2 separate regions of the Mus musculus genome follow, and region 1 is linked to region 2. The links are chromatin contacts, called in public HiChIP or PLAC-seq maps. All regions are on one chromosome and are shown on one strand. The core of a region is the stretch at or near the end of the contact, and the rest is flanking DNA. Distances in the headings are between cores, read along the strand shown.

What was found. HiChIP or PLAC-seq counts read pairs in DNA pulled down with a chosen protein or histone mark.
Region 1: a contact with region 2 is called in an H3K4me3 HiChIP or PLAC-seq map of bone marrow-derived macrophages, with 4 times the contacts expected there. The contact joins two enhancer-like sites. A contact is called at or near these places in 1 of 484 Hi-C or Micro-C datasets (granulocyte-monocyte progenitors), 3 of 115 datasets of contacts at active chromatin or transcription factors (astrocytes, bone marrow-derived macrophages and embryonic stem cells) and 1 of 9 other capture datasets (embryonic stem cells).

What each region holds. Positions count from the first base shown.
Region 1 is chr1:177,488,421-177,491,558 of GRCm38.p6, forward strand. No RefSeq gene overlaps it. Among named protein-coding and RNA genes, the nearest start is that of Gm29856, 34 kb to the left of the region's middle. Within about 2 kb of position 1,536, at least 71 of the 459 cell types and tissues checked have an H3K27ac peak or open chromatin away from gene starts, as enhancers often do. A contact at or near this core is called in bone marrow-derived macrophages and granulocyte-monocyte progenitors, where this site is marked.
Region 2 is chr1:176,995,689-176,998,803 of GRCm38.p6, forward strand. The region is part of intron 16 of Sdccag8 (serologically defined colon cancer antigen 8); the gene reads left to right. Among named protein-coding and RNA genes, the nearest start is that of Gm15423, 56 kb to the left of the region's middle. Within about 2 kb of position 1,458, at least 115 of the 459 cell types and tissues checked have an H3K27ac peak or open chromatin away from gene starts, as enhancers often do. A contact at or near this core is called in bone marrow-derived macrophages and granulocyte-monocyte progenitors, where this site is marked.

The DNA.
Region 1 (3,138 bases), core at 286-2,785, 490 kb after region 2:
AATGTTAATGTAACTAATTCCTGGCAGATGATGGATTTTTTTTTTTAAGCACAATTAAATTACAGCAGATTTTCTTTTGGTAGACTATTTTTAGTAAAATGCATAGGATTAAAAAAAAAAAACTACCCAGTGCTAACAATATGCTCAATCTGGATGTGAAGGCATGCTGCTAACTAGGCTCGGTGACACATTTCGTTAACATCGTTTAAGTCGTGTACTGGCAGATTAATCTGTGAACAATTTAACCTTGTATAAATAAGTACGGCCAGACTCTTGATAGATACGCCAGGGAAAGGTTTTAAACTATTAAAAAAGTGAACAGACATTAAATAGTAGACATATTAGTTAGTCCATATAAAAATGCTGCGCAAGGGGTATTATAAAAGAGATCTCAGGATGGATACTCTAACACACAGGCTCAGGGAACACTGAAATCTTTGACTCACGTGTCTCCTTCATCTCCTCTGGGTGGGGCATAGTACTGAGGATTGGAGCCCTACTCCAGAGTCTGCTGTACCACCACACTGATCACCCGGCCCTTTTATTTTTCTCAGAGAAGATGGATTCTTGATATGTTGTCCAGGTTTCTGACTCTTGGGCTCAAGCAATCCTCCTACCTCTGCTATCTCTGCAGGTGGGACCATAGGTTCAAGTCATTTTTAATTTACATTAATGTAGGTCCTGCATCCTAAGGTAGTGAGACTGGGCCTTTGCATGAATGACGACATGCTTAGCAAAGAATAGCAAAAAGGTCCTTCCTTAAAGTGTGTTCTCTCTCTCTCCCTCCCTCTCTCTCTCTCTCTCTCTCTCTCTCTCTCTCTCTCTCTCTCTCTCTCTCTCCCTCCCTCTCTCACTTGTGTGTGTGTGTGTGTGTTCCACTGAAGAGAATTATGAGTGGGAAAATGCAGCCTACTGAGAAGCAAGTCCTCACTGGAAACGCAATGGTTGGCATTCCTGACTTGATTGATTATCCTCTCGTCCTCTCTTCTCCCTGCCAGGAGCATCCTCACCCCTGCCTAGGACCACAGAGCCATCCTCTCCGAGCTGCTCGCCAGAGCCGTTATCCATTATGCCATCCTCTCAACAGCTGTTTCTTGCTTGCTCGCCGTGCAAGGCGAGGTTTTTGTTTTTTTTTTTTTTAACATTTTTTTAAATTTTAAGCCGAGAGAGAGAGAGAGAGAGAGAGAGAGAGAGAGAGAGAGAGAGAGAGAGAGAGATGTTTATGTAGTTTTCATGATTTCATTTTGGGAAATGGCCGTTTCCATTATTTTATTTGATGCCACCAGCTTAAGCATCTGGCTGTCTCAGGATAGACTCTCAGTGAACCAGACTGGTAGACAAGGGTCCCTGACAGTGAGGAGGGCACAGCCTTCTCAGTCCTTCCTGGAATGTCAGCTTCACGGTCAGTATTACGCTGTGGCCTTGCTGGAAAGTGGGATGCACAAAATACACGTCTGGACCCCATGTGGAAAGCAGGCTGCTGCTTTCCTTCCCTTCCACGCCACCCCAAAAAAGGGAACCAGTTGGTTCTTAAAAGGAGAAAGAAAGGCAAAGCAGCCCATGTGCTTCCTGTTTCAAAAGACTGGGCACCCGACACAGAGAACTGGAGAGCCTCTGTCAAATAGAGACAAAACAGAAAGTTCCCACTTCTGCCTCAGTGTCCGTTCTAGGAAAAGTGAGTCTCGTGGCCTTCTAACCAGACCATTTGCATTTTTAAAAGAGTCTCTGAGTTTAAAAAAAAAAAATCATGCCAGAGTTTATCCAAGGGACGCATCTCTGGTTCTGGTAATTCGTTCTCTATCTGGGAGGCACAGGAAGGAGATTGTGTTTCCATAGCAGTCAGGTGACAGGACTGAATTCCCAGCAGACTGGTGACACAGATCTATCTATCCCAGCTGTCTGGGAGCTGAGGCAGGAGGGTCGCTTGAACACAGGAGTTCGAAACCAGCTTGGGCACCATAATCAGACCCTGTATCCAACATAAATCAATCGATACAGAAATACACAAGTAAAGGAGAGGAAAGTAATGAAGTGGGAATTAGAAGGCAATAGCTTCCATATTGTCCACTTTAATGATGCTTGATGAGCCCAGAAGCAGTGACACTGTACAGCCCGAGAAGCACAAGCAACATTGTCTGTAATTCCCCAGCCTTGTGCTTCTTACCAGAGAGTCTGAGTTCACCTTTTGAGTAATTTGATTGATATGTGAGGTGAAGATTTTTTTCCCCTCAATTTTCTTCTGACTAGACATCACATTTATAACCCAAACTTAGCGTTTTATTCCTTTGGGGAATAATTTTTTTTAAAAAAAAGTTATCCTTCCAAACAAACAAAACCAAACACAAAACCCTAGAATTACCACGGAAATGGTACTTGTAGTGCAGGGGTTGTGTACTGAAGTGTCAAAAACCAGATCCTAACCCTGCCTAGTTGACAAATTCTACAGCTGTCGAAAGGTTTAAAGCAATACAGATCATCTGAGCCAATAAGTTGATTTGGTGAGAGTGAAATGCTAATGAGCCTTTGATCTGTGCAGAGGCCGGTGAGTTAGAAACACAGCCTCCCTCACCCCTCATCCAGCCAGCTGTCTCACAAATACTTGCCATTGGTCACAGAGGGGACCAGGCAACCTGGGAGAGGAGATGGATCAGCTCAAATCTATCATCTCCCCACATACATCACTCAAGCGCTGGCCCTAGCCGTGACAAGCCAGCAGCATCCACTTCCTAGCAGAGATGCACACATTGCAACAGAGTTTGTTATTTTTGAAAGTTTTTTTGTTTGTTTCTTTTGGTTTTTGTTTTGTTTTGCATGTATGTGTTTTGTTTCGTTTTTTTGAAGGAGACTCTTTTTGTTGACCTGAAAATAAATGTAGACTGGTACTTACTTCCTGATTTGGGGTTTTTGAAGGTCGTGCGTATGCATGCACACAGTTGGTGGCTATGGAATGTGGCTGATAAAGAAGATAAGTATCAAGTTCAGGGAATACTTGCAGGTTGTAAGAACCGGTGGTGCCGATGAGGGATGCCAGGCGCACACACAGGGCATCGTGGAGCAGCTGGGCTCCGGTGGGGAGGCTGACATGGTCACAGCAGCTGGACAAATGGAGGGGGTCAAGAAGTGTTTGCAGTTCCTGAC
Region 2 (3,115 bases), core at 208-2,707:
GACAAAAGTTGGCTTATAGAAGGTCGAATGGCTGAGAACAACCAAGGAAGCAGTGGGTTGACCTGAGAGAAGCATTCAGCAAATCTTCATTAACCTTTGAGAGCTCTGAGAGTGACTGGTGAGTCAGCTCCTGGCCTTTCTGAGCCCTGTGGGAACAGAGCATACCGAATATTGATGCCTTGCCTATCATGTCTGACCCCAGCTGGACGCCCTCCCCACACACAGAACCAAGGAAAGGGTAGAATTGACATAGTGAGCTGACCACTTGGATCAGCACATAAAGCTATTCACCGTGCAAGCCTGGTGCTCTGAGTTCGATACCCATCAAGGTAGAAGGAGAGAACCAACTCCATAAAGTTGTTTTCTGAATTTTCACATATATTACACACGCATGCATGCATGCATGCATGCAGACAGACAGACACACACACAGACACAGGTGCACACACATATCATACTCATATGTACACATGCACATTAAAATAATAAAAACATGAAAAACCAGAGCCATGTGAGGTGTGTGTCTAGCACAGCTTCCCTCAGAACATGGAACAGCCACAGTGCGTTCTTCTTTGTCTGTTGTAGCAACACACAGCCTCCTGCAGAAAGAAGGTGGAAGCCAGGTCCTGTGTAACTAGGTTGGAGTAGCAGAAAGGCGGTTAGAGATGGCATGTGTCTGCAGACTGGCATGGTTTCTGGCTTTGTTCTTGTTAAATGGGGTCATCTAGAAATCCTGTGGAGATTCTTAACAAGGACATCTTAAATAACTATTGGTGTTTGTGTTGTAAATTGTGCTCTTACACACTTGAGCACGCCAGCTTCTCTCTTTTTTTTCCTCCCCAAGCCCATTTTTTGCTAACACATTGAAGGTTAGGATATTCTTACTCTGTCTTGTGAATTTGGGATTCATTGGGGGCCTGTATCTGTGAAAAGCCTAATTCTGATTGTTATTCGCCAATTAGAAGAAACTGTCAATCGGATCCCATTTTCTTTCCAAGTGTACACAGCCTGGAATTTGTCAGCCTCTGAGTTTCTTGAAACAATGCAATTAAACTGTAACATATTTCCTAACATTCTTAATTAAGACAGTGACTGGAAAATGTAGATTAACAGAAGTTCCTGTTTTTATCAACATATTTTCTGTCTTTCCACCGCCCTCACATGCCCCTCCCCCCAGCGTCTTACTTTCCCTGTCTGATGTCAGTTTCGGCCACGTGTACATTATGAGCATGGCGCTGAAGAAACCAAGTACAAAATTCTCTTTTCATTCCGAGCTGCCCGCCCCGCACCACACGCACTGTCTGTTACATGTCGCTTCTTAGGAGGCTCAGCTGCGAGTTTCTTTCTAAACGCAAAATGTTTCTGAAGGAAGGAGTTCAGGTTGGGCAGATTGTGCTAGAGAAATCTCACTGTCTCTGAGGGGAACTGATACGCTGGCTGATTGTTCTGTGCAGGCTCAAACTGGCGCTGTCTGCAAAGTTCAAGAGTGTCTGGAAACTGAAATATGAGGGCAGCTCAGGAGATCGAGCAGACAAAGCATTTGGAGGGGAATTTCTAAGTAGGGCTTACAAGTGAAACTCTAAAGTGTAACTTTGTAGAGGGGCAAAAATCAAGAATGAAGGCCTGGGCATAAAGCATGCCCACTGGAAATATTTTCAAGGACTCACGGGTACAGTTTTCCAGGGCACATTTGAGGGTTGATCGGAAAACCCGCTGGGGGGGGGGGTCATCCAGCACCTTTTGATTGTCACCTCTTTGAGTGAGTTCTTAAGTCTTGCCAGTTTCAATTAAGTCACAAGAGAAGCTTAATTACTTCATAGAAATTAAAACGAGCGGTAATATTTCTTTGGCCTCTCTATTAGCCAAGATTTTTTTCTCTTTAATTAAAAATTGGGTCGTCCATGATCATCAACAAACAATGATTCACTTATTTGTTTACCAATAAGGAATTAGAATTAAAGACAGCAAATACAAACCCACAGCACCTCTTGCATCGCCGGGAAATCAACCTGTTTTTCACATTGCTTCTCAGGAGAATGAAATTGGGCCGCGAGCATGGAGTTAATGAAGCTTTCACCCATCTCCTCCCTCAACTGCCAGCTCGCTTTAATCCCCTCCTTCTGCCAAAGTCCAGAGGCCCCGGGAGCCCCTGTGGAGCCTCCCTAGCCAGATGCTAGGCACCCAGCCGGCCCCTGCAGGTGCCGGCCCTCTCATGGTGGGCAGGGGGTGCTGGCCAAGCCACCGGTATCCAGAGGCGGAACAGGCGGGCGCGCCCCCGTGGCCCATGCGGAGCCCTGTGGCTGGCTGCACCTGCAGGAGGACAATTGCCCAGCACGGGGTGGCCAGCCGCACTGGAGGCTGTCGCTGTTGTCTGGGCGGGGTGCGGCCTGGGTTCAGAGCAGGCGGTGCAGGATCTAAGTGCACAGCTGCTCCTCTTCTCTGAAAACTAAGACAGAAGCAGTTTGTTGGCAGCATCCAGAGGGAGAAATCAAAGTCTACCTTTGGTTTGGCTGAAAATGATCTCCAAGGGTGAGTTAGTGTATTCTCGGGGTCAGGGAGTACGCATAGTCCCTGACCATTACCTCTCAAAATGGTGCCGGGCAGCCAGTGAGGAGTGGCCGGCCGGGTGAGAAGGCGCCGTGCACGGCCTGTACAGCGGTGTTGCCTTCCTGTCCTGATCTGCTGTCAGGACCCTTGTGTCTCTGCCCACACCAAACAAGGAAATGGCAGGTAGGGGGACATGCTTAGCGATTAGCACAACCCAGAACTTTTGTTTTGAAAATGCAGCTCCTTTGGCCTCTGTCTCCTAGGACTGGGTACAAGGCCCTTTATCTTCTGCCCATCATTCAGTGCAGGGGAGCCTTACAAAATTAGAGCGCAAAGCCCCTAGGCCCCTCTGAGACCATCACGGTCACACTTGGTGGTAGGCGGATTTCTGAGTTCGAGGCCAGCCTGGTCTACAGAGTGAGTTCCAGGACAGCCAGGGCTACACAGAGAAACCCTGTCTCAAAAAAACCAAAAAAAAAAAAAAAAAAAAAAAAAAAAAAAAGGAAAGAAAAGCAAAGCAAAGCAAAGAAAACAAGAAAAAGCCCTGCCCTCTAAGGGTACATTGCCT